2 separate regions of the Drosophila melanogaster genome follow, and region 2 is linked to region 1. Evidence: chromatin contacts called from public Hi-C data. All regions are on one chromosome and are shown on one strand. The core of a region is the stretch at or near the end of the contact, and the rest is flanking DNA. Distances in the headings are between cores, read along the strand shown. Region 1 overlaps bru2 (bruno 2). Region 2 overlaps bun (bunched).

Region 1 (4,242 bases), core at 586-3,085:
ATTTATACTAATTTAATTCTCAGAAATACAAATTTTCAATATGTTGAATTGATTTTTCATAAATTCATACTATACCAATTTGATTTATAGCTAAGTAAATATGGCTTGATGACATTTTATCGTTCGTATCTGACAGCTTAGCTTTAACAAGACAATTTAAAACTATAAATAATTTATGAAGTTGCCAAAGGTTAGAACAACTGTATTGAAAGGTGTTTTTTCATTATAAACTAAAATGAATTACAAATTTTCACTCGACACGTCGTTCTTAATGATCTTTCACTGTGGCATCTATTGTCTAAAACTCATTGCATTTCTACGCTTTGGCAGCGGAAGCGCGTCGCCTGCAAAAACGTTGCAAATTTTATTTTCGTGTTTATTGTGAAGCTCGCGAGGATTACAAAGCCAAAAGCGGGTGGGCGGACTGGCCGCTAGGGGGCGCCAGCAGAGCAATTTTCCGGAGAAAACATGACGATGGCAAAGGGGCGGCGAGTGTTCCATGTTTCGATGAAACTTTCGTGTTTTTATTTTCCTGCTCTTTTGTTGGATTGTCGTGTATTTTATTTCCTTTTCGCGCCAAGTGGCTAAATGTTAAACCAATATGTATGTGTGTGTGTGTGTCTGGAGGGGGGGGGGGTGGGGATATGTACATGTTGAGCTTGCATTTCGTTCCCTTTGTATGTGTGTGTGTGTGTGTAAATGTGTTTGGGTAATTTCATTTGCAAACGCCACTTGCTAGGCGGCTAATTAAATTTTAGCTTTGTCATGGGACTTTTGAACTCCCCAGCTTCGGTGGGGGAAAATCCTGTATAAATGAATCTTCCTAGTTTGACTGCGTTTTATTCGGGTTTGTAAAGTAATTTCGTATTGTTTGTGGAAAAGAAGAACAATGCACGTGCTATTTTTTCAACTTTTCATCTCAAGAAATTCGAATTCGTTTGCACATTAAATAACTTCACTATCACATTCGTGCCTCGTTGATTAGCACAGCTGTGCTAAAAATTTAATCAACTAGCAACTGTGAGACTTTAATCAGTTTGAAGTGGTTTTAGATTCATATTTTGAACCTCTGCTAAAGAGAAATGTGTATATAATTTAGAATATTTTGTAGAGCCTGACAAGGAAAGTGACTTTGCCGTCTGATTCCGCTGATTCTTCAGCTCTTCCTTTTGCCACTGGTTTCCTGTCTGGTGTCTGAGATGTGACAGTTCCTTAGGATGCCTTGGGTCACATGATTTTTGGGGTCTTTGGTGTTCTGGGCCCTGTCGTTGGCATGCAAAAGCTACGTGACATGTGGATAGTTGCTGTTGCAGTTGTGTTACCACAGCGAAACGTGTTACATTTATGTTAACGCATTTGCACACGTTAAACGAGAAAGAGGCAGAGAGGGTTGGCGGGGGGAAATGGAGAAAATTCATTTATAATGCCTTGCCACAAGTTCTGAAACCAACAACATTATGTAACACTCCCCATCCATCCACACATCCATCCAGCTGTTACACTTCACTTTTGACTGACAGCCATTTTGACACACACGCCCCCATTTCTGGGTTCCACCGCCCCGAAAAGTTACTTGATCTTGCCATACAATTATTATCTCCCGCTCGTCTGCATCGAATTGCTTTCGAAATACATGCACTTTATATATTTATAGTTTTTTTTTCCCTCCATCGGTTCTTCTTTATTTTCTCCGTGTCTGCCCGTGAATTCCCCTCTGGCTGCTTATTTATCAACGCTTTGACTTTGGCTGCTTTTGGTCACATTCAAAGTCGGACGCAAAGTCGAAGTCAACAATTCATTTCGCAAACATATATTGCATAAATATGCAAGTCATGCGCCGAGTTAGACGGAACACAATTGATGGGTTAACATGGGCATGGTAGGGTATTCCTGGGGATTGGGGGCTACTAGACAGAAGAAGAAGGAGCAGCGAAGGAACCCCTGTCAACAGTCACAAGCTGCAATTCCCCAAACGCTGAGGTAATGTCTGAGTTGTTGAAGCTACAAAAAGCTTTCACGGAGTTAAATGCAAATTGGTATAAGTATGGGAAACCTGAATGGTCATACGGAATATGGGCCAGTTAATATTCTGAACATATAGATGGTGATGATAAAAAAACAATAGGAAAATTGCTATTCAACATAAGGAGAAGATTGTAATGTGCGCGAAACATGAGTTTGATTTGTTATTTTCTCATTCGAACCTTCTCTACTGATCGATCTACTCACTTTATTGGCAGCTAATTCCCGGCGAACTCTTAGCCATTTAGCAATTGGCCCGGGCAGGCACATGTATGTATGTCCCTTAAACCCTTGGTAGCCCCAAATCCATTCGGCAAATCAAACATCGAGTGCCGGGCGACAAGTGACCGAAAAGTTGAACAACGAGCGAGTTCAACGTACACCGCAGAATGAGCAGCAGCCACAATTTTGCATAGACAATACACGAGAGCAACAAATGGTGAATGCGTTACAGTTCAATAGCGATTGACATGGGTGAGTCGCAGGAGGGGTTAAGGGGTCTAAGGGCGGGGTACGGCGGGGCTCGAGGGGTTCAATGGGTCGCTTGATCGACTGAACGTCCCATAAGAACGAAATGAAATTCTGTCGCGACAAATACACAACAATGCGGAATACGTAATCAATTGATTCGGATGTGGCAAGGGGGCAACTCAAACAGATACATTCGTATCTGTGTTTCGTTCGTATCTGTGAGGCATATCTGCATATATTTACATGTAGCCCGAAACAAAGCGAGCTCGTAACAATCGAGCACCAAACTTTAGATTGTTGGAAAATGCTGCCGATATGCAAACTTTCCGACAAATTCGCATTTATTGCCTATTTATCTGAGCAAAAACGGGCACGAAACCATCTTGATATGTCTACATACACACATAAACTATGCATTAGCACATCTGCTGGACTCTTATCCTTCAGCTGCAGCACTGGTATCCTTCTGACTGCAGCCTACGTAAATGGAAGATGAATTCCGCTCCAGGAATCTTAAGCTAATTTGGTCTGGAAGTCTAGAATGTGCCGGGAATGCCTTATGAGCCCAGGCTCAGAGAAATTGGTAATACGAGTATGTGCAGAAGGCGAAGAAGATGCCACGAAGAGGATTAAGCAGATTCCCATTTGACTTAGTGGTCAATGTGCTCAGGAGCTAGTCACAAACCAAAGTTTGAATTTTCAATTAAATTTATCGCTTTGATCGTAAATTGTGTGCGAAAGTTTGATGGGTTGTATTAAACAAGATGACATTGCATTTCATCATAGGTCGGAACTTAAAGTTGTATAAAAAGTTGTAGGGTTGCAGTCTATAAAAGCCTTAACTAAACTGGTATAGAATCATGTTGATAGTATAACATAAAATCAGCACACCCTCACTGTCATTTTTCCCGAAAGTAATCACCTAAAGCCATTCCACAAATTTACTGAAGATCCCCAACTGATTACTATGCAAAGCGCATTTTGAGGCATGTTAAAAAAAGTATAAAGAAATACAAAAAAAAAAAAGAAGCTCAAAGAACCAGGGAGAACTTGAAATTTTTTACGAGTGTCGAGTAGAAGATTTGAGCAACTTGTTGGAAAGATGCTGACTGGCTGGCTGACTGGCAATCAAAATTACCTTTGACGTGACATCTCACAGCCGCAAATATGCAGAAACACCTGGAAGCACCGAATGGTTGGGGGAGTGTCGGGAATCTACGAGATTAAATGTGCAGCAAGGCATGAGCTATAAAATGACATAAGATACGACGTCAAAATGTATCTTATGAATGTCTGAACGCTCCCCCTTCAGCAATATGCACGAAAACAAAAACGTTTATTGTCTACGGAGCACGTGCGTCATAGAACCAGTTTGCCTGGGACCAAAACAGACATGGCAAATAATGAGATAGACTCAAAATTATTTATTTTCCAATTGGAAATTGTAACTAATCGTATAGCTACAGCCAAATGAGCTTAAATTGTCAGCTATCTCGGTATTCTTGTCTTTAACCTGTCCGAATTGCATTTGCAAAAGATGCTATATCTGCATTTAGCTGACGTTTTAGTTCTTGATTATGTTGTCAATTAGTAAGCCGACGCCAGATGGGCAACAAAAAGGGGGAAAATCCAACGCGCATAGTGCACATTTTGCTGATTGATATTGCTCAAGTGGTTTTTCATTAAGTCATTTCCATGTTCCACTTGAGACTACAACTTCTTTGTAGTTCCATTTCAACAATCTCCGAG
Region 2 (4,242 bases), core at 869-3,368, 92 kb after region 1:
GATTAGCTCACTTTTCAGCCTATATTCATACATATATATAGATTGATAAGAACATTTGACAGTTCCGTTTTCTTTTTATTATTATTATTATTAGGTTGATAACGGCTCTTATTTGTGCTGAGCGGCCAAGGGAACACCTTGAAACATGGGTCATTTATAAATATTTGTATATTTGTGTATATAGTGGCTACTAAAAGTCGAAGCAGCTGTCTGTCAATATGTCCATCAAACGGTTTCCCTTTCTTGGACGAAGTCAAACATTTGTCTGGGACGTTATTTGGCACAAGCAGAAAAAAAATAATATAGGTATGTATATGTTCGATTTTCGAAAATTGCAAACAGGTGATCGACAGGTGTGATGCGATCAGCAATGAAATGAGTAAAACGTTGAGAACTGTAAATAGGATAGAAGTGAAATAACTAAAAACTTATACGTGGGACCCAACTTGGTCAAGGAACTATTTATTTGGTGGCATATTAGTTTCAAATAAAAATGGATCAAGTAACAGGAAAATTAACAAGAAAATGGACCAGCGAAATGTGCTGTTTTTCAAATATTAAATTAAAATTAAATTTTAAATATATATTATATTATATTAAATTATTAAAGCTCGTTCTTGAATTGATGGAACCAATTGGATAAGATTAAATAGTTTTCCTTGAAAACAGGTATGTCATTTTGGGTTGCACCACCAAGTAGTACTCCAGTAGTACTCAAGTAGTACTCCCTCTTCTTGTGATTGAAGTTTAAATTTATTGCTTATTTAAGCAAACAATCTTGGTTAAACAACGACTAATCCTAACCTTTTCCGTAACCCGACTCAAATTAAACTACAGGTCATACAAATCTTTTTGAATATCTGTTTTCTTTTTTGGGCAATCATCTCATGCAAAACTAATGCGTCAGTCGGGACAGGAAGGAGATAAAAATAAAAGTGCAAATTGCATTTAAATTGTCCGGCTGCTGCAGTTTCGGTGAGAGCCATTAAATCGTTTTATTGCTCGGCAGAGTTCGGTCCTCGACAGCCACAAAAGGTACACTCACTCACAGGTAAACAATGATACAGGTAAGGAATCCGACCGCTAATTGCATTCGAATGCCCACGAATTTGTTGTAAAGAGGTATACGACGACCACGGCACGTGTGCGGCTAATTAACTTCTGGCCGAGTGTCAAGCATCGCAAAGATGTCGCGACTTTTCAAGGTTTATGCGCCAAAAGAATGTATATATATCTAACATTACTTGGAAATCCTTTCTATATAAACGATATATCTTGGATATATGTACTATGTACGTATCATTTGCTTGGCTTATTTTTAGGCAATTCAGTTGAATAGACTTTCATCTTGACCTGAATTTTTGCGATGTTTCTATTTTTTGTTTGTTTCTTTGGCTACTTTCTCTTGTTTATTTTGGTTTAATAATAAGAACTCATTGAATTTGTTAGTGCCTCTCATCCTTGTGACCATTTTTTGCACTATAATTTAATTGAAAAAAATTTCAGAGTATTTATTTTACTATTGGCGACATACAGATTTTGGGTTAAGGACAAAAACACGCCAAAAACCAATTACTCAAAAAAAAGGAACTATATAGCTGAAATTATCTGGGTTGGAACATAAAACCATTTGTTTTCTGGTAAAAATGTCATTGTTCTTATACAAGTTTTTTAAGCAATTTTTAACTTGAGTTCTGATTTGGTCGAGTTTGAAATTAACTCTGAGTCATGCGGAATATTGAAGACCCTGAATATTCTACTTTATTATGCCTTCCTAGAATACAATTAACCCTATCAAATATTTGGTCACAAATCAAAAGTTCTTTTTCCACCTATGCCAAAAGGGTCTCAAAACTTGGTAAACAAATACGCTGAACAAAGAGGAACCATCAAAAAATAAAAAGAAAAGAGAACTACAAACAAAACAAAATGAAGAGCCCCACAAAAACAACCATTAAGGAAAAATTAAAACTCGAAAGCGAACAAAAAAAAATGCCCACAAATAATCATGAATTATTCAAGGCCAATCGAGGCAGTCACAATAACACTATTTGATAAAAGTCTGTGTGTATCGTTCGATTTGTGTGTTTACTATTTAGTGTTCTGCACCCAAATAAATGGGGCCTTAAAGCTTTCGGCACAATAGTTCAGTTCGCCATTTTTTTCTATTCGCACTCCACTGTATGTATACCCTTCAAAAAAGGGGTTAGTCATTTTGAGGATTCACTCTGTTCATTTTCAAGAAAACCAGCTAGTGTTAAAAGTGGTATCTTTCGATAGGGTATTCAAACATTCTCTCATTAGATTGACGCTTTATTTCTAGCACGCTCTTTTTGGATGATATATTTTGGGGATGTAGAACTTAATTATTTTGTTTTGCTATATATTTTCTATGTCTATTTTCGGCACAACGCCAGATCGTCAGATCGCACATTTTACCTCTTTACCCCTAACAAGAACTATTCAAAGATGTCAACATAATTTGCATTCCTTCAGTTATTGTGCGGAATATTTTCGATCATTTTCCGTTTCCGTTTTAATTGAATGGTATTCAATTTGTGTGTGTGTGGAATAATTTCATACGTGTACATATGCATATTTAAGCAAATTTAATATATGCAAAAAAATATATGGGTTACTAATTGACTTACGCAGACCACAGAATAACAAAATTTGTTGATTTAATATTAGAAATTATTGTTTTGCTTACCTGCAAAGAGAAGAAGCAGAATAGAGAGTGTCAAAAATATGTAAACAGAATTATTGTCGAATTTATTCTAAGGCAAATAAATAAAACAGTCAGCGGGAAAATAAATTTCTAGGAATATTTATGCAGGCGAATATAGTAAATAACAAGTGGAATATTTTGTTGTTTCGAAAATTGGTAGTCGTCACTAATCAACAAGAGTAAGCTGGCAATATATGTATCTATACTCTGTTTCGTAATAACTACTTTTAATTAATTGATATATTGGGTTTTTTGTTTTCGAATATAAAACTAAATTCGAACAATTTTTTTTGAACATTTGCTTTGAGATTTCCTCCGGAATTTCTCTTGAGAAATTTTCCGTGGCAGACAAACGTTTCTTAATATGTTTTTAGTTGAGTTATAATGCGGAAGCTAAAGTCGCCACAGTTTTATGTGGGGGTCTAAGCAGACTCACACACATATGTACATACATAGTTATAAAAGCACAAACACACCATTCTGTGATATATTTATTGGCGTTTTGTTTTCGCAGCAACGTAGAGCAAAGGCGGGGCCATAACAAAATAGAAATGCCTGCTTGGGGGATAGGCGGCATAAACTTTCTGTGGGGCCAACGGATTGCCAGCTCGTTTCGTCGTGTTGCCTCAAATGACATATTGGTGTCAATTAAAATGCAAAAGGCCCAAAAATAAAGCGAAAGACAAAGCCAGGGAATCAAAACCAACGCACACATTAATCATCCATTGCAAAATCTTATTTAAAAATTTTTTTTTTTTTTTTAGCGATTTGAGTGCGAGTGAGATCGCCATGTCTCGGGCCAAACGCGTTTCGCGTTGGCGTTCGATCATGGCCAAATTTAAATCACATATGTATGTATGTTCGTATGTACATATGTACATATGGGTGTACATACAAGTCCGTCCGAATACATCAGGTGAGGTAGGTGTGTCTCGGCCAATTGCCAACGCGCACGCCACGCACACGCAGCGCATTTGTGATTTTCTTAACTCGGCTGAGATCTGCGATCGCAGATCTGAGATCAGCTGGCTCCAGCTAAGATCATTTGCAAAGTGAGTTGTCGAACAGGTCCCCGAAATAAATGAAAAAAAAAAAAACAAAATCGAATCGGTCGCACCTCGGCCGAAATCGATTAACGCATGTTTTTAAATCAGTCGATGGCGGCGCTGCTGCCCATTTACAATTAATTTATGTCAGCAGTGCACTTGAAAATATGCTAAATCGCTAGCTTAATTGGCACGCTCGTAGGCACATAAAACATAACTTGGCTTTTTTTCTTTGGCCAATGATTAATTATAGTTAGAGAGAAATTTAAAGGGACTTCCCCAACGAAAATAGTGCCTATCCTATTAGTTTTGTTAGTTGCCACACTAACTGTTTATTATCTCAATTTAAAAATCAAAAGACTGCGTAATTGGCCATCCTTGACTCAGAGTAAACCTGAAACTTATCGGAGATCGTTAAAGCGTTTTTATATCCCTGCCCGATTTCATTGGCAAATCCATCAGGTAGGT

What was found. Hi-C and Micro-C count contacts between places; a contact is called where the count stands out from the background.
Region 2: a Hi-C map of the Kc167 cell line shows a contact between it and region 1, with 2.9 times the contacts expected there. A contact is called at or near these places in 4 of 107 Hi-C or Micro-C datasets (the Kc167 cell line, the OSC cell line and the Ras3 cell line).

The regions. Positions count from the first base shown.
Region 1 is chr2L:12,374,311-12,378,552 of dm6, forward strand. All of the region lies in intron 5 of bru2 (bruno 2), which reads left to right. Among named protein-coding and RNA genes, the nearest start is that of CG17010, 20 kb to the left of the region's middle.
Region 2 is chr2L:12,465,708-12,469,949 of dm6, forward strand. All of the region lies in intron 6 of bun (bunched), which reads right to left. Among named protein-coding and RNA genes, the nearest start is that of mir-967, 7.7 kb to the left of the region's middle.